4 separate regions of the Mus musculus genome follow, and all the other regions are linked to region 1. The links are chromatin contacts, called in public Hi-C, HiChIP or PLAC-seq and promoter capture Hi-C maps. All regions are on one chromosome and are shown on one strand. Each heading gives the region's core, a stretch centred on a gene start, on an enhancer-like site or on the middle of the called end of the contact. The rest is flanking DNA. Distances are from core to core; before and after follow the strand shown. Region 1 holds the start of Fpgs (folylpolyglutamyl synthetase). Region 2 overlaps Lrsam1 (leucine rich repeat and sterile alpha motif containing 1). Region 3 has its middle 34 kb from the start of Slc25a25. Region 4 has its middle 31 kb from the start of Fam102a.

The links. Promoter capture Hi-C pulls out the DNA fragments that hold promoters and counts their contacts. Hi-C and Micro-C count contacts between places; a contact is called where the count stands out from the background. HiChIP or PLAC-seq counts read pairs in DNA pulled down with a chosen protein or histone mark.
Region 2: a Hi-C map of embryonic stem cells shows a contact between it and region 1, with 2.3 times the contacts expected there. The contact joins the enhancer-like site here to the promoter of Fpgs in region 1. A contact is called at or near these places in 1 of 39 promoter capture datasets (stem cell-derived epiblast-like cells), 5 of 484 Hi-C or Micro-C datasets (embryonic fibroblasts, embryonic stem cells and pancreatic cancer cells), 2 of 115 datasets of contacts at active chromatin or transcription factors (both in embryonic stem cells) and 3 of 9 other capture datasets (adipose tissue, liver and pancreatic islet).
Region 3: a contact with region 1 is called in a promoter capture Hi-C map of embryonic stem cells, with 2.3 times the contacts expected there. The contact joins the enhancer-like site here to the promoter of Fpgs in region 1. A contact is called at or near these places in 3 of 39 promoter capture datasets (embryonic stem cells, hippocampal neurons and stem cell-derived epiblast-like cells), 1 of 15 datasets of contacts at CTCF or cohesin (embryonic stem cells), 13 of 484 Hi-C or Micro-C datasets (the AML12 cell line, B cells, the C2C12 cell line and 4 more) and 3 of 9 other capture datasets (adipose tissue, embryonic stem cells and liver).
Region 4: an HNF4G HiChIP or PLAC-seq map of pancreatic cancer cells shows a contact between it and region 1. The contact joins the enhancer-like site here to the promoter of Fpgs in region 1. A contact is called at or near these places in 7 of 484 Hi-C or Micro-C datasets (B cells, the C2C12 cell line, the P5424 cell line and 2 more), 3 of 115 datasets of contacts at active chromatin or transcription factors (bone marrow-derived macrophages, embryonic stem cells and pancreatic cancer cells) and 4 of 9 other capture datasets (adipose tissue, embryonic stem cells, liver and 1 more).

What each region holds. Positions count from the first base shown.
Region 1 is chr2:32,692,125-32,696,319 of GRCm38.p6, forward strand. Fpgs (folylpolyglutamyl synthetase) reads right to left here and starts at 2,051. Exons shown (of 15, transcript NM_010236.2): 1 at 1,865-2,051; 2 at 469-597; 3 at 327-380. The coding sequence starts at 2,002.
Region 2 is chr2:32,939,375-32,943,569 of GRCm38.p6, forward strand. It overlaps Lrsam1 (leucine rich repeat and sterile alpha motif containing 1), which reads right to left. Exons shown (of 26, transcript NM_199302.3): 16 at 2,429-2,499; 17 at 867-966. Among named protein-coding and RNA genes, the nearest start is that of Lrsam1, 20 kb to the right of the region's middle. Within about 2 kb of position 1,932, at least 11 of the 459 cell types and tissues checked have an H3K27ac peak or open chromatin away from gene starts, as enhancers often do. A contact at or near this core is called in embryonic stem cells, where this site is marked.
Region 3 is chr2:32,483,165-32,487,359 of GRCm38.p6, forward strand. No RefSeq gene overlaps it. Among named protein-coding and RNA genes, the nearest start is that of Slc25a25, 34 kb to the left of the region's middle. Within about 2 kb of position 2,002, at least 24 of the 459 cell types and tissues checked have an H3K27ac peak or open chromatin away from gene starts, as enhancers often do. A contact at or near this core is called in the P5424 cell line, embryonic stem cells and liver, where this site is marked.
Region 4 is chr2:32,501,829-32,506,023 of GRCm38.p6, forward strand. No RefSeq gene overlaps it. Among named protein-coding and RNA genes, the nearest start is that of Fam102a, 31 kb to the right of the region's middle. Within about 2 kb of position 1,948, at least 69 of the 459 cell types and tissues checked have an H3K27ac peak or open chromatin away from gene starts, as enhancers often do. A contact at or near this core is called in the C2C12 cell line, bone marrow-derived macrophages and pancreatic cancer cells, where this site is marked.

The DNA.
Region 1 (4,195 bases), core at 801-3,300:
TCATAGTCATCTATAATGGGATCTGATGCCCTCTTATGGTGTGTGTGAGGACAGCGACAGTGCACTCCTACACATACAATAAATAAATACATCTTTAAAAAAATAAGGTGAACCGAGCAGTGGCGGCACATGCCTTTAATCCCAGCACTTGGGAGGCAGAGGCAGGCATATTTCTGAGTTCGAGGCCAGCCTGGTCTACAGAGTGAGTTCCAGGACAGCCAGGGCTACACAGAGAAACCCTGTCTCGAAAAACCAAAACCAAAAAAACAAACAAAAAAAGGTGGATGGGCACCAGTCCACCACATGGACTCCTGGATTGCTCTTACCTTCCCTTTGGTCCCAGTGACATGAATAATGTTTAGCCGGTTCAAGTCCTCCACCTACAACAGACAGAAAGGTCCTCGCCTCAGCCACTGGGCTCGCACGCGCAGATAGGGTCGAGATGTCTTGCAGGATGTACAACCTTACCTGCAGTCCACTCCGTGCCAGGTACATCTCCATAGCCTCCAGCTGCGCCTGGGGGTCACTCCGTTGGCGCTTTACCTGCTCCAGGTAGCTGGCATTGGTTTGCAGGGTGTTGAGCGTGCGCACAGCATCCTAGCAACCATAGTCCCAGTTCAGTGAGGGTCCTTAAGGACAGAGAGACCCAGCCCACCAGTGGCAAAACCAGGGCAACAGGCCCGTTATACCAGCCACGCTGCCTTTGCCGACAGCTATTTGGTGGGACAGCCCTGGCATATCTCCAGTTCTAGCAAAGATGGGAGCCATGGGCAAGCTAGCCCCACCCAGGGAGTGCCAGGTAAAGCTGGCAAGATTAACGGACCTTCATTTCCTGGGCTGCCTTCCCCAAGCTTCTATGCCCTCAGCCTTCACACACAAGACCAACCCTGGAAGGAAGGTTTTTTCCTTAATCTCTCTACCACTATACTGGACACCCACTGAGTGGGGGCCAGGACGTTAGAAATCTAGGAACTTTGAATTTTGGAATATTTGAGAGTTCCACCTTCTAACCCTAAGACAAGACAATGTAAGTAAGCAATTAGATCTGGAAGAGGAGGTACAGAGGGAGGGAAAGTACACTCAAGAGTTGTCGGGCCAGAATCCACAGGTGGGTACAGACAGCCTCAGGAGACGGCTTTGGGGGATGGGAGTGGAAACAGAAAATAAACAGAGAGGCCTAAATGAGAGGCATTTGAGGATATAAATCCAGTCGTGTGTTTCAATTACCCTACATTCTGAGAAACCTGTGCTTAGGCAGTTCCTTTCGGGCACCAGCTGGGTCGCCTGCCCTCTTATCCTCAAGGCTTGGCTGGAAGCCTCACAGCCCTAAACCGGTGCCACCTGCCTGGCCAGCATTAAGTTCTGGTCATTGACAACTGACCCTGGCACAGTTTGTAATCTACAGTTTGTTCTAGATTCTTGGTCTCTTTATTGCCTCTTTTTCTGCCTGCCCGCCGGTCAATTCTGAATACTTAGATTCCAGTCTTCGAGTCTTGGAGACCCCAATCCCAGATCCTCCTGGGTACTTCCACTCTGTACTCCAGAACTCCTCCCTTCCCTTCATCCTGCATTGCCCTGCATTGGAACTTCTAAAACTCAATTCAGATTCTGGACGTTCTGGTGTGTCACCTGCGCCCATTCCCTCTGCAACACCGGACACGCGCTCTCAGAATTCCCACATCGGGCCACCTGAGCTCAACTTTCCGGTCTCTGTCACCTCCCCTGGGCTCTGGGATGTCCCCGCCTCTCGAGCCCCGCAACTTCATGCTCCGGTGCCCCCAGCAGCTGGCGGAGAGCGGAGCAAGGCTCCGGTGCTGCCCACGTGTCAGTACGGGACCGTTTGCCCGCGGGAACGGTCAGAAACCTGATACTCCATGCCCGGCTCCTGTGGCGCTGGCCACGCGCTCATCCCCCGCCGCGCCGCGCCCTCCGTCGTTGCACCACGCGCAGAAACAGCTGCCAGGGACAGAGTCGAGCACAGTCGGCTCCGCGCCCACGACATAGTCTTAATGCCACCGCAAGCTAGGCCTGGGCCGGAGCCGCCCCGCTTCGCCCCGCCCCGCCCTGACGCCATCCTAAGACCCACCAATCCGAGTCTCTAGATTTTCCCGGACCAATGAGAAGCAGCGCCTTATCACGGCCATCTTTGTGAGGGGCAGATGGTCCGGAGGTGCGCTGCTCTCGCCATGCTTCTAGGGGGCGCTCTGCCGGGGAGGGTGGAGGGAAGAGGGTGTTCCTGGGAGGGGGTCCTCCATCTTAAAGGAACTCTGTACTCTTTTCGTCGCTATCCTCCACAGGTCTGTGCCAGGTCTTAAGGACTTCGCTGTACATCCAAAAATAGCCAATCCGAGCCAGCAGTTCTCAGTCCCGACTCCTTGGCAGAGAAGCTCTGAGCTGGAATAGAATTACAGGGCTGGCAGATGCCTGTGTCATCAATTCCCAGCACCGAAATGTCCTGGCTCACGCAGACAGTGGGGATGCAGCCTTTTCGGTCAAGAATATGACCCCGTCTCTCCAGGCTTTTTTTTTTTTTCCCCTTCGGTTTTTCGAGACAGGGTTTCTCTGTACAGCCCTGGCTGAACTGCAGCTCACTCTGTAGACCAGGCTGGCCTCGAACTCAGAAATCCGCCTGCCTCTGCCTCCCAAGTGCTGGGATTAAAGGCGTGTGCCACCACGCCCGGCCTCTCCAGACTCTTAACTCACTCTAGAAGCCTAGGAAGACTTCCCGGAAGAATGACACCCCTATCGAGGCCTGTGGGGTTCGGGGGGGGGATTTCCAGGCTAAGAAGGAGACAGTGGGAAAGACTTCCATTTGGTTGGACCGGGTTGCTCCCGGGATGCTTCATCAGCAGGGACCTGGAGCCCCGTATGAAATTAGGTTTGGAGAAATGGCTCAGTGGTTAAGTCTCAAGGTTCAAGTCTTAGGACCCACACTGCGGCTCACAATTGTAGACTCCAAACTGGGGATCTGACCCGACTCTGGCCTCCAAAAGCACAATGCAAACAGGCAAAAATATTAAGTAAAGATAAAAAAATTTTGGCTGGGCAGTGGTGGCGCACGCCTTTAATCCCAGCACTCGGGAGGCAGAGGCAGGCAGATTTCTGAGTTTGAGGCCAGCCTGGTCTACCGAGTGAGTTCCAGGACAGCCAGGGCTGTACAGAGAAACCCTGTCTCGAAAACAAACAAACAAACAAACAAACAAATAAATAAATAAATTGGAGTAAATTTGCTGGCTTTAGGGGAAGGTGTGTAATCTTATTGGGGCGTTGGAAACTCCCCCGTGGTAGAAAGTGGATTTGAGGGCCCTCTGGGGGAGGGAACAGTAGTCTCACCTTATTGTAGGTGAGGTACTTCCATTTGTGGAAGGCACTGGACAACAGCAATGGGTTTTCAATCTCTCCTGCTTTTCTACATTGGGCTTAAATATTTAGCAGAGATTTCTATTTTAAATAAGCAAGGACTGTTCGGGGAGAAATCTAGACATTTGCTCTCTGAAAGTACTCCTGGCCTCAAACTCACAGACATCTCCTTGCTCTGGCCTCCTGAGTGCTGGAATCAAAGTGTCCAAGCATATATTTCAGTGAACAGCCTCACTCATTCTTGGCCCACTCCCCCCACACCGCCCCCATGGAGTTTCATCTGTAACCCAGGTGGACCTGAGACACCATAGCTGCACCTAGCCAGTCTCAGAGTCTTTATGTGGCAAAAGATCACTTTAAACTCCTGGTCCTGCTTTCACTTCCACAGCTCAGTGCTCAGAGGATCCCGTCTACACCAGCAGGGCTGGTTTCATACCCTACTGGGATCTCATCCAGAGCCTCACGCATCTGCCACTAAGCTATAGTCCTCTGTTTTGAGACAAGATCTCATGCAACCCAGGTCTACCTCTAATTCACTATGTAGCCCAGGACAATTTAAAACTTTAATTCTCTGCCTCCACCACCCGGGTGCTGGGATTACAGGCATTTGCCATTTTGCTTGTTCCCCAAGTGTGGATTTCAGCGAACAGCTTCACTCATTCTTGGCCCACTTTCCTCTCAGTCTTTCTAGTTTTTCCCCCCTCTATGGGCTTTCAGAACCTTCCTCTACCCACTGACTGGAATTATAACCCTTGTGCCCCCCCCCCTTTTCTTCTCTCTGACAATCACAAAATCAGTTTGTGCCTCTAGGAGAACCTCTATCCCAGAAGCAAAG
Region 2 (4,195 bases), core at 682-3,181, 250 kb after region 1:
CCCAACATCTCTAAATTAGAGGCCAGCCTGGTCTACAGAGTGAGTTTCAGGACAGCTAGGGCTACAAAGAAAAACCCTGTCTTGAAAAACAAACAAACAAACAAACAAAAATTTTTAAATGACTTTAAAAATTTTTATTTTATATGCATGGGTATTTCGCCTACATATAATGTAAGTTCGTTATATGTGTGTAGTGCCCATGGAAACCAGAAGAGGGCACCAGATCACTTCAAACTGGAGTTCATGTGGGTGTTACCAAATGAACCCATTTACAGAAGCAGCCAGTGCTTTTAACAGCTGAGCCATCTCTGCAGGAGGGTGGGGAGGGAGGAGGGTGCGGTGCTGGAAAGCAGGCAAGTACTCGCACTTGCTCGCTTGAGTTCTAAGGCAGGGTCTCAGTAGCTCAGGTGCTGAATTCACTCTCTGGTTTGCTCTGGAACTCCCCATTTCCCGGCCTCTACTTACCAAGTGCTAGTATTACAAGCCTGAGCACCAAGCCAGCAAAGATTTTACTTTCTTGTTAGTTTTTGTTTGTTTGTTTGTTTGTGACCATGCCCCCGCCCCGTCCCCAACTTCAGCTTTGATGTAGAGCGGGACAGATAACACTTCCATCCCCATACTCAGGCCAGCACTTGGCACACAGGTGGGCTTGGAGGTAGAGGCCACCCTCACTTTATCACTGTCTGACCCTGACTCATGAGTCTGGATGGAAGAATCCGGAGGCTGGCCGTCCATCACCTGTCCCTGGTAATCTGTCCAAACCCGGGACGGCCCAGGGAGTTCAGTGTCCAGCTCTCGCTCCCGTCTCGGGACCCCAGCCAACACCCTCGGAGCCCTCACCTGGGAACACACATTCCTTACCTTACCTGGAACAGGCCTGCTGCGCCAGGCTCTGCCTCTGAGACTCATAGGCCATCTGGATGAGCCGGCTCTTACAGCTCTCCGTCAGCATCTGCTGCATGGCGGCTGTGGAGAGAAGGCTGTGAGCCGCTGAGAAAAGGCTAGGGATCCCGGGTAAGGCCAAAGGGGTCACCTGCTTACTGGTGGACAGTTATCCTAAACAAAGTCCCCCCGCCCCCCTTTCCTTCCATCACTGCTAGATAGCCCAGCCTGGCCTTGAACTCTCAATCCTCCTGTCCCAGCATCCTGAGTTCCGTGATTGCAGATGAGTATCAGCACCCAGCTCTAAAAAATACCTACATTGCTGGGCCGTGCTGGCGCATGTCTGTAGTCCCAGTACTCAGGAGACAGAGGCAGGAGAATCTCTGAGTTTGAGGCTTGTGCACCCTGTACATGCAGAGCCTGGGGAGGCCAGATGATGGCACTGCATCCCCTGGGACTGGAGTTACAGATGTCCTGAGCCACCATAAGGTTCTGGGATTAGAATCCAGGTCCTTTGGAAGAGCAGTAACTACTGAGCCAGCTCTCTAGTTTTTTGGTAGATTTATTAGAGCAGTAAGGGGATGGGGGTCAAGGCGGGGGTGGGGGGGAGCTAGAGAGATGGCTCAGCAGTTAAGAGTACAGATTGCTCTTCAAGCGGTCCTGAGTTCAATTTCCAGCAACCACAGGGTGGCTCACAACCATCTGTAATGGGATGCAATGCCCTTTTCCAGTATGTCGGTGTGTCGGAAAACATTAACAGTATACTCATATAAATAAAATAAATAAATCTTTAAAAATAGAGAGAGCAGTTCAGGGCCGGGAGTGGCTCAGTGGCCGTGTACTTGCCCAGCCTGTGCAAGGCCTGTTCAATCAAAGCAAAGCACCCAGGAAGTGTGACAGGCTTAGAAACTCAAACCCCTGGATGTGGGTCCTGCCTCTGTGGAATTAACCTAATAAACACCATTCGGTGACTTTCACAGCTGTTCCTTAACTGTGACCTTGAACAGAGCTGTCAGTGGGCTGAGCCCTCTGTAGGTGTGGTGAACACCTGTGTGTCAAGTGTCTGGCTCTGTCTGAAAGCCCTTCCAGGACAAAGGCCCCAAAGATAAGGAGAGCCCATCTCCATTTTAACTAAGGGCAAGCTCAGCTTCAGAGACCCTCCTCAGCTCCCGGCTGCAGGCTCTCAGACCTGTCTGGGGCAGGTGCCACTGGTGGGTACATGTGGAGCTCAGGACCACACTGGGCACACCAGGAAGGGGAAGTCTGCCCAGGAGCCAAGTGAGCTGATGCCAGCTCTCGGTGACAGGTTTGTGACATGCCCAGGCTTGACCCCTGGGATCCTCCTGAAGGTCCCATGTTTTCCCTGTGTAGTTTCCCCCACTCTATAGACAGAAAATTCGAGACTCAGAATCCAAGCTTGGCTGACCCTGGGGCCTGAGCTCCAGGACAGACTTGGCTGCCCTTCCACAGAGTGGACACTCAGTACCCTGCCCGGGTAACAGAGAGGCTACCTGAAAGCTCTGTCCAGAAATCTCCCACAACTCACCGGCGATCTCACGCTGCCTGAGGTTCTCTGTCTCCTCCTGGGTGATGGACATCAACTGCTCCATTCTTATTCTGGAGAAAAAGCAAAAGCAAAACGCATCCACTCATTCTTCAAATACATTTCAACAAGAATCTCACCAGAGCCAGGCTGTGATGGTGCACACCTTCAATCCCAGCACTTGGGAGACAGACACAAGTAGATGTCTGTGAGTTCAAGGCCAGCAGTTCTAAGACAGCCAGGGCTACACAGAGAAGCCCTGTCTTGAAAAATAAAATAATGAAAATAAAGTCCATGTATGGTACATAAACAGACATTGGCCTAAAAGCAGCTCAAACAGGCTTTTATTCATCCGAGGAGGGTCTATCATGTAGCCCTGACTGCTGCCTTTGCCTTCAGAGTACAAACAAGGTTTTAAAACTGATTATGGGTATGGGTCTTCTGCCTACGTGAATATCTATTCTCCACATTTGTGCCTGGGGCCACAGAAGCCAGAAGGCATCACACCCCTTGGAACCGGAGTTATAGCTGGTTGTGAGCCACCATGTGGGTGCTAGGGATTGAACCAGGTCCTCTGGAAGAGCAGCCAGTGTTCTCATCTACTGAGCCATTTCTCCAGCCCCTATAAACACGGTTTTTGGCATAAAACTCATCTATGACATAAGAAGTGGACACATTTAAAGGTAACTTTGCATACATGCACGCACGCTGAAACTTTGCATATACACATGCACGCTGAAACTTTGCATACATACACCCACAAACGCTGTAATGTGCTGTTTTGCATTCACCAGAATTGGCCTGATCGATTAGTGCCTTGTTCCTGGGTGTGACTTAGTTCAAGGCCTGGAGTCTCTCAGAGGCTCCACTTGCTGCTACTGATACGAGATTGTCCTCTGAGCCGGTCTAGCCCAGCACCAGATATGGTCTGTCAGGAAGGCTTGAATGGATGGCAGCACCAGTTACTGCTCAGCTGCGCCTCAACAGCCACACAACAGGATTGGACTAGGCAGACCCCAGGGAGGACTCTCAAGATCTTCCTAGGTGGTGAGGGCTAAGATGACTGGGGGAGGGGAGGTTCCCAGGATAGCTCAGAAATACCATTATCGTGGTGCCCAGGAGAATCAGGAGAGACACAGCAGACACCTTGGGAAGGAACAGGCCAAGGTGCCCTTCCTACCATCGTTTTGTTTGTTTGTTTCTCCTTCCTTCCTGTCTTTTAAAAATTCATTTTTCATTTGTTTTTTTGGACAGGCCTCACTACGTTAGCCTGGAACTTCCCATGTAGACCAGGCTGGTCTTGAGCTTGGGATTGTCTTGATTGCTTGGGTTATAGACATGCCCCACCATGCTCAGTCTTACCTTGTGTGTGTGTGTGTATACATATGTGCATATATGTGTATGTGTGTGTGTGTGCGCGAGTATACGTGTTTGCAGAGGCCGTGGGTCAATGCTACACGTCTCCCTCTCTCTCTGTCCATATGATTTTTTGAGACAGGATTTCTCATTGAACCTGGAGCTTCAATAGGTCAGCTGGCCAGTGAGCCTCAGATTCCTGTCTCTGTCCCTCATCCTGCAATTACAGGCATGCACTGCCATGCTTGAGTTTATGTGGATGCTAGGCTAGGTCTGAACTCATCTCATGCCTGTGTCCTCATCTCATGCAAGCTCTTTACTGAGCCTTCTCTCAGGCCCTTTCTGGTACAGAATGGAGCGGGACTTCTATACTGTGCAATAGAAGCTGGCTTTGAACTCCCTATCCCTCCAAAC
Region 3 (4,195 bases), core at 752-3,251, 210 kb before region 1:
CCTCCCTCCCTAAGGTGCAGCTCACTTCGAGGCCTGTTTCCTCACCTGTAAAATGGTAACACCCTCTATCGGCAGCAGGCCAGGCCACCCCCTACTTAAACCTCTCCTTGTATAACAAAATATTTTTAAGAAGGACTTATTTTTTTTTAATTGTTGGGAGGGGTGCACACTTGCGTGCACGCACAAAAGGTGCAGTACCTTCAGAGGCCAGTGAGGTTTTTGGTTTTTCAAAACAGGGTTTCTCTGTGTAGCTGTGGCTGTCCTGGAACTCACTAGCTCCCTCTGTGGACCAGGCTGGCCTCGAACTAATTTGGGGAGGCACCAAAATACCTAGGAAGCCTTATTTATTAAAGTGTTTGTTTTTATTTAATCTAAAATTTTATTTGTGTGTATATTTGTGTGTCTGCCAACTGTGTGCTGTGGACATCAGAGGAGCTCTTAGGATCCCCTGGAGCCAGAGTTGCAGGTGTAGTGAAGTACCTGATACAAGTGCTGGAAACCAAACCCAAGTCCTTGGGACGAGCAGCAAATAGCCTTAACCACTGAGCCATCTCTCCACCCGCCTTTTTTTTTTTTTTTTTTTTTTTTTTGTGGTTTTTCGAGACAGTGTTTCTCTGTAGCCCTGGCCGTCCTGGAACTCACTCTGTAGACCAGGCTGGCTTCAAACTCAGAAATCTGCCTGCCTCTGCCTCCCAAGTGCTGGGATCAAAGGCATGTGCCACCACACCCGGCTCCACCCGCTTATTAATTATTGTTTTAAATGTCTGATTGTAGCTAACAAGCTGAAAAGTGACTCCTTGGAAGCCTTTTGAATTGCCCAGGACCTTGTATAGAAGCTGGGGTCATTAGAAAGGCCTGGTGGGGCCTAGTTATCTGTATTTATTTAATTTATTTTTCTAGTTTTGTTGAAGTATCACTGACATACAATAAAGTCCATATGTGTAGTAATTTGATGATGGAGTGTACACCTGGTGATGGGAATGATCGATCATGCAAACCTCCATGACCCCCAAGTTCTTGGTGCTCTTCTGTAGCCTTGCCCACTCCCAGCAATCCCCCATCCTTATCCCTAAGCAACTCCTCTCACATCCAAGTGTGTGGACCAGAGATGAGATCCCATGTAAAGCCAGACAAGGTGGTTCTCAGCATCCGGAATTCCAGCATCCCATAGGTGAGAAAGTCACAGAAGCCAGAGAATCCCAGGGGCCACATAGCCTGTCACATGCCACAGTGAACACACAGTCTCAAATAGGCCAGCAGGTGAGAAATGCCCTCCTACAGCTGTGATCTGACCTCCACAAGCCTTGACACACCGATGCCCACACCTCTGCATGTGTACACAAACACAAAGGATTTTTAATTTTTTTTTTAAACAAAATTAACCAGGCATGGTAATGCATTCCTGTAGTTCTAGCACTCCTAAGACAGGGGCAGGCAGATCACAGCAAGAACAAGGCTATCCTGGTTTACATAGTGATTTCTGAGATCTACCGCCAGCCAGATATACACAGGGAGAATTAGAAATAAATAAATGTACTGGCCACCGTGGTCCACATCTTTACTCTCAGAAGTCCATAGGCAGATGCAGGACAAGTTCTGTGAGTTCGAAACCAGCCTGGTCTATGTAGTGAAAGCTTGCCAATAAACAAACAAACAAACAAATAGATGAATGAATGAACGAGCGAACGAATGAATGAATGAATGCAAGTTCTTTTGACTCAGCAGCTTCATTCTAGAATAAGCAAGCCAGAGCAGTGAACTGTCTGCCCTAAGATCTTTGGTCTTGGGGTTGGGCTGAGGGGAGGGGCTGCAGGCCTGCTTGGCTGGCTGGCCATGGATTCGAGAACCATCCCCTGGACTCTGTGTCCCCGAGCCCTTTGGTCTCTGAGCACAAGCTCTGGTGGAAAATGCAACAGGACTGAAGAGTCACAGTCCTAGATTTCACCCTGTGCTCAGCAGGGTGGACAGAGCTTAGGGTAGGGCAGGTGTCACCCGATGCCTCCGGAGGAGTCCAGGTCCACTTGGAGCCTGCATGGGGTAGGAGAGACCTAGGTGGCTGAAACCAGCCACCACCAGTACAGACCAAGAACCTGGCCCCAGCTGACACCGCTTCCTGGAACGCAGGGAGCAGCCCTTTGTTCTCCAAACACCAAATGGTTTCTCTGGGCCTCAGAACTGGAGCAGGGGCCTGGCCTGGCCTGGCTGCCGGAGCTGAGTGTGGGTGTGGAGCCTGGGACCCTGGAGACCTCATCTCTGAAATAGACCCTGACCCCCTGTACCGCTTAGGGGAAGCTCCTTCCCCCTTCTTAGGTCCCCACTTCCTGAGGTGATCAGATTTGAAAGTAGATTGGTTCACTCTGCTTCTCAGCCAGAGGGGCCGAGAGCTCAGAGGTAGGAGCCAAGCAGACCTGAATCCCATGTCTACCAGACTACTTTCTGTGCCTTGAAGTCTTATTGGTGGATTGAGTGAAACAAGGCTTCACTGTGTAGCCCAGACTAGCCTGGAGCTCCTGATCTTCTTGCCTTGATCTTCTGAGTGCTAGGATTACAGGAGCATGAACTAATTGATTTATTTTCTGTATGGGAGTACACTGTAGCTGGACAGACAGTTGTGACAGACAGATGGTTGTGAGACATCATGTAGTTGCTCTGTCTCCACTCACTCCTGCCCAAAGATTTATTTATTATTATATGTGAGTACACTGTAGCTGTCTTCAGACACACCAGAAGAGGGTTTCAGATGGCTCATTACGGATGGTTGTGAGTCATCATGTGGCTGCTGGGATTTGAACTCATGACCTATGGAAGATTAGTCGGCGCTCTTAACCGCTGAGCCCTCTCTCCAGCCCCTGAGCTAATTCTTATATTGCAATGTTTTTCTCAGTCTGAAACTCAGCAGTGCCCCTCCTTCACTGTATTTTGGAGGCTGATTCCAACAGATCAACCCCATTCTAGCATCCATCTCTAGCTCCTGTCTTCTCATCCATCCCATGCCAGCCACACTGGCCGCTTGTCACGGCATGAAGCCCTAACTTTCTACCTCCAGCCGCAGGATGCTTTCTTTTCTGGCCTCTGCCTCTCACATTGTCTCTCTCCCCAGTTGGCTCCTCACAGCTCCTGTGTTATCAAAGTAGTTGTCTGGGTAAGTACTAGCACCGGAGACTTATCTGTAGGAGAAAGTGTGGGCCTGACCTGGCAGCCAGCCTGCCCGGCACATGGCACTTCTAAATAAGAAGCACGGTGTACCATGCTCATGAGTATGCCCAGAAGTCAGAACAGAGGATTCTGAAGTAGCCTGACAGTTGGGAGCTGGCCTGCTGAGGCTGCCCTCTCCACATCTCTTTTTATGTGCTTCTCTCGCACCGAGATCCTGGTGGTATGGGCGCTCACTGTCCAGTCTGAGGTAATGTGCTAACCAGTCACAGACGATAGCTTCCGCGATATGAGTGCTTGCTGGTGTGTAATACAGCAGATGCTGTTCCCTGAAGCCCTGTCCAGAGTGATTTACTGACATCTCTGCATCCTTTACTGACCAGTAGGCATTGCAGTCTTATCTAGGGACACCCCGGTGATGACAGCATGTCACCCACCTACCCAACCATGTGTTGATGGGATTTAGAACTGGGACTCTGGTGAAATGACCCCGGCTAGATGAGCTAAGTACTGGGCTCTCGCTGCAGTATTGCTGCTTTCTGAGGAGAGTCGGAGGGGATGGAGATGCGGCTCAGCTGGCAAAGTGTTTACTGCGCAAGCATGAGGACCCAAGCTCTATTCCCAGGTGGTTCATGTGCCCATAATCCTACCACTGGCTAGGATTCCTGCGCTAAGTGCCTGCCAGTCTAGCTGATTTGACAAGCTCTAGATTCAGAAGGAAACCCTCTCAAAAAAATAAGGTAGGCAGAGGTTGAGGAGGACACCTGCTAATAACCTCCAGCCTCCACAGACCCCTGTACTCATATGTGTGTTCATGTACAGGGTCACCTGCCCATACAGAGGACTGTATTGCGGCTGGAGAGATAGCCCAGTGATTAAGAACTCTTTTGTTCTTGCAGAGGACTGGTTCATTTCCTAGCACCCACGTGCAGTGGCTCACAACTACCTGGAACTCCATCCAGTTCCTGATGAGCCTCCGCCCTCTTCTGGCCTCTGAGGGTACTGCATGTAGATGATGCACAGACAGGCTGGCCCAAACACC
Region 4 (4,195 bases), core at 698-3,197, 190 kb before region 1:
TCCTCAGAGGGAGGCCTAGCCTGTCTGGTACAGCCAGGAACACAGCCTTCTGACCACTCTGTCATTCCCCACCCAGGGTCAGGGACATGGCCTGGGGTGTGGCTGCTTCGGAGACTCTGGATCAAGGAACCTCCCACAGGCTTTGTGAACCACCCCAGGCACCTGCCTGAAACTCCAAGCAGGCACTGCAGGACTATGGCTGTGAAGGAGGCTGTCTCCTCCAGCACACTAGTGGGTGTCTGTGAGCCTGCATTTCTCAGGAAGTCCCAGTGGGGGTGGGGGGGAGGGGGAACTAAACAGAATGAAGCCTCGGGACACTGTACAGTTCACCTGGGGTCACATGACTGCCAAGAGGAAAGGCTGGGAAGAGGGTGTCGTGTTGGACTCCAACACCAGTGCTTTCAATTCTGCCTCCACATCATTCATTCACTCATTCATTTGTTCACATATTCATTTACAACGTATGGTGGACAGCTTTGTTGGCAACAGCACACAGGAGATCAGCCGGTCTGCTTGGTTTTGTAACTGGGTCTCATGCGGTCTGGGCTGGCCTCAAACTTGCTGTGTAGCTAAGCCTGGCTTTGAACTCCATTGCCTGCCCCTGCTTTACAAGTGCTGGGCTTGAAGGTGTGAGCCATAGAATTGATTTATTCCTATTTATGGCCTTCACCCTCAGGGGTCTCATCTCAGTAATCTAATTTCAAAATCCTCAGCACACTTTGTTTTGGTTTGCGGTATTTTTCTCTTTTTGGTTTTGAGATAAGGTCTTATTCTGTCGTGCAGGTAGGCCTCAAACTTACTACAGTAGTCCAGGCTGATTTCCAAGTCAAAGCAATCCTCCTGCCTCCAAATTTGGCTCCCTCCCTCTTTACCTCTCTCTCTTTATTCATCTTTTTTCTCTTCCTTTTTGAGTCAGGAACTCACTACATAGCCCTGGCTGGCCTAGAACTTGATATGTAGCCTAAGCTGGCCTTAAACTTAAAGAAATCCACTTGCCTCTGTCGCCGCAGTGTTGGGATTTAAGCTGTGTGTCACCACACCGGCCGTTTTTTCTTTTTCTTTTTGGGGGTGTGCCTGGCATAGAACCCAGAGTGTGAGTCACCCAGGTCAAGCATAGGCTTTATTATTGGACCACTTCGCTGCCCTCGGCTCTTAACAAACTTACTAGTTTGCAATAGCATTAGGTTTACAGAAGTATTGTTTGGCTGGTTACAGAGTTTGCGCGGTTTTCTGTCTAGTGTTCCTCGTGTCAATCTCCTTAATCAACTGTGGTCTGTTTGTCCAGAAACACTGGTTTTGGTTATGACTGCTGGCCAAGCCCAGCCTTGATGCAGACTTCACCCACTGGTACGCTCAGGCCCTGCCCCGGGATCCGAGTGCGTGAAGTGACTGTGTTGCTGCTTCTCGACTCCTTCTAGCCACAGGTTTTCAGACTTGAGTTTCGAGGCTTGCCAGCCAGGTGTTTTGTAGATATCTGTCCGTCTGTCTGTCTGTCGGCCTGTCTGTTTATCTATCTTATATATTTTTCTCCTGATTGCCTTGGAAGCTTTCTCATTCCATTCGATCAAAGGCACAGGATCACCACATGGCACGCAGAATAAACCAGGGCTGTTTAAGGTGTGTTGCTGGCTGTTTCTCCTCACACAATAGAGTCCTCTCCCTCCTCCGCCTTCCCCCTTTCCTTCCCTCCTTCCCTTTCTTCTCTCTCTGAGTCTCTACTTCTTGTTTCATGGTGTGGGAAGTGGGGCAGGGCCTCACTATGTAGCCCAAGCTGGCCTTCCTCCTGCCTGGGTCTTCCTGGTGCTGGATTCTTTGGCCCACCATGCCCAGCTTAGAAATTTTGATGTTTTTTTAGCTCTGGGGAGCAAACTTGGGCTCTCTCCCTCTGAACTTCATTCGGTCCAGTCAGCTCCTCACACTTTAGAAGTGAGTCACTGAGTCAAACGCCCATTCAAGGGGCAGTGGCTTGAGCTACTTCCTGCAGAAAGAACCATAAATTATTTGAATTCTCCTCAGAAGACAGAAGGCCCTTTCTTCCAGTCTGCTTGTTTTCTCAGCCATTGACTTCTGCGGTGTGGATGCAGCACACATTCTTATTTCATTTAGACTCTGTTGTTTCCCTGAGCTGGGGCTGGAAACCAGGGCCTCTCAAGATGGGCAGCTCTGTACCTGCAAGCTTTCCCAGCTCTGAATTTTACCCTGAAAATCTTAATCCATAGCTATTTCTTCTGATGCTCCAATGGTTTTGTTTTTGGATTTGAGAGCCCCTTCAGGTGGCTCCTGGTTCCTTGGACATGGGGCAGTCCCTTCCTTTTGTTTTTTTATCTTTTTTTTTTTTTGTGCCACCACGCCCAGCGACAGGTAGCTTGCTTGCTTTCTTTCTTTCTTTCTTTCTTTCTTTCTTTTTAAAGATTTATTTATTTATTATATGTAAGTACACTGTAGCTGTCTTCAGATACTCCAGAAGAGGGCGTTAGATCTTGTTTTTTTTTTTTTTTTTTTTTTTTTTTTAAAGATTTATTTATTTATTATATGTAAGTACACTGTAGCTGTCTTCAGACACTCCAGAAGAGGGAGTCAGATCTTGTTACGGATGGTTGTGAGCCACCATGTGGTTGCTGGGATTTGAACTCCGGACCTTCGGAGGAGCAGTCGGGTGCTCTTACCCACTGAACCATCTCACCAGCCCTTGTTTTTTTTTTTATCTTAATTCTGTGCATGCACATATACCATGGTTCATAGGAGGTCAGAGGACAATGGTAGGTGTTGGTCCTTGCCTTCCTCCTTGTGTGAGTTAGGGTTTCTTGCCGTTCACCACTGCATACACAGGCTAGCTGTTCCACAAGCTTTGGGGGATTCTCCTGTCTCCTGGGGATTGACCTATGTCCCGCCATAGGAGAGCTGCCAACCTCATACACAGGTTTGTTTGTTTGTTTTTAAAGATTCATTTATTTATTATATGTAAGTACATTGTGGCTGTCTTCAGACATACCAGAAGAGGGCACTGGATTCCATTACAGATGGTTGTGAGCTACCATGTGGTTGCTGGGAATTGAACTCAGGACCTCTGGAAGAGCAGCCAGTGCTCTTAAGTGCTGAGCCATCTCTCCAGCCCCACATAGTTTCTTTTCTTTTCTTTTTTTTTTTTTTCCTATGAGGTGTGTATAGGATGTCTGGGAGTTTTCTTCAAACTTTCTTCTGGATGTATTTTGTCTGGATCAGCTGGCCAGTCAGCTGATCACAGGAACTCTCTAGAAGGACCAATCTGGCTTTGGCTTTTGCTCTCCAAGTGCTAGGTTTTACAGGAATGCCCCACTACATCATGCTTTTTAGTTTTATTGATAATGATACTTAAGGACCTTACAGAATGGTGGAACGCATAAAATAGGGTTTACTGTGCCTAGACTGGAGATCTGAGGAAAACTAACTAGGTTCTTTTACCGAGAGTTAGTCCTGGGAAGTCGCAGAAAAGTTGGATTTTTTTTTTTTTTTTCTGGAGCTGAGGACCGAACCCAGGGCCTTGGGCTTGCTAGGCAAGCGCTCTACCACTGAGCTAAATCCCCAACCCCCCCCCCATAGTTTCTTTCTTTCTTTTTTTTAAAATAAAAGTTTTTATTAAAATGTGCATTACTGGCCAGGTGGTGGTGGTGGTGCATGCCTTTAATCCCAGGACTTGGGAGGCAGAGGCAGGCAGATTTCTGAGTTCAAGGCCAGCCTGGTCTACAGAGTGAATTCCAGGACAGCCAGGGCTATACAGAGAAACACTGTCTCAGAAAAAAAAAACAAAAAACAAAAAACCAAGAACAAAAACAAAACAAAACAAAACAACAAAAATGGGTATTACCACCTATACATGTGTATGCATCACATACATGTAATACCCTCAGAGGCCAGAAGAGGGCATCCAGTCTCCTAGGACTGAAGTTATGGACAATTGTGAGCTGCCATGTGGGTGCTTGGAATCTAACACAGGTCCCTCGGGAGCAGCCAGTGCTCTTGACCGCTGAGCCATCTCTCCATCCCCCATGTACTGTTTCTTAATACAGGACAACCTTACTATACACATTGTGCCTCACTGCTACTGCTGTGGCCCCCAGGTCTTGCCTCTAGCATCTACATTCCGCAATAGGTGCTTGGGATAGGATCAAGATGGGATTTATCGCAATAGGATAAATCAGGAACCGCATCATATGGC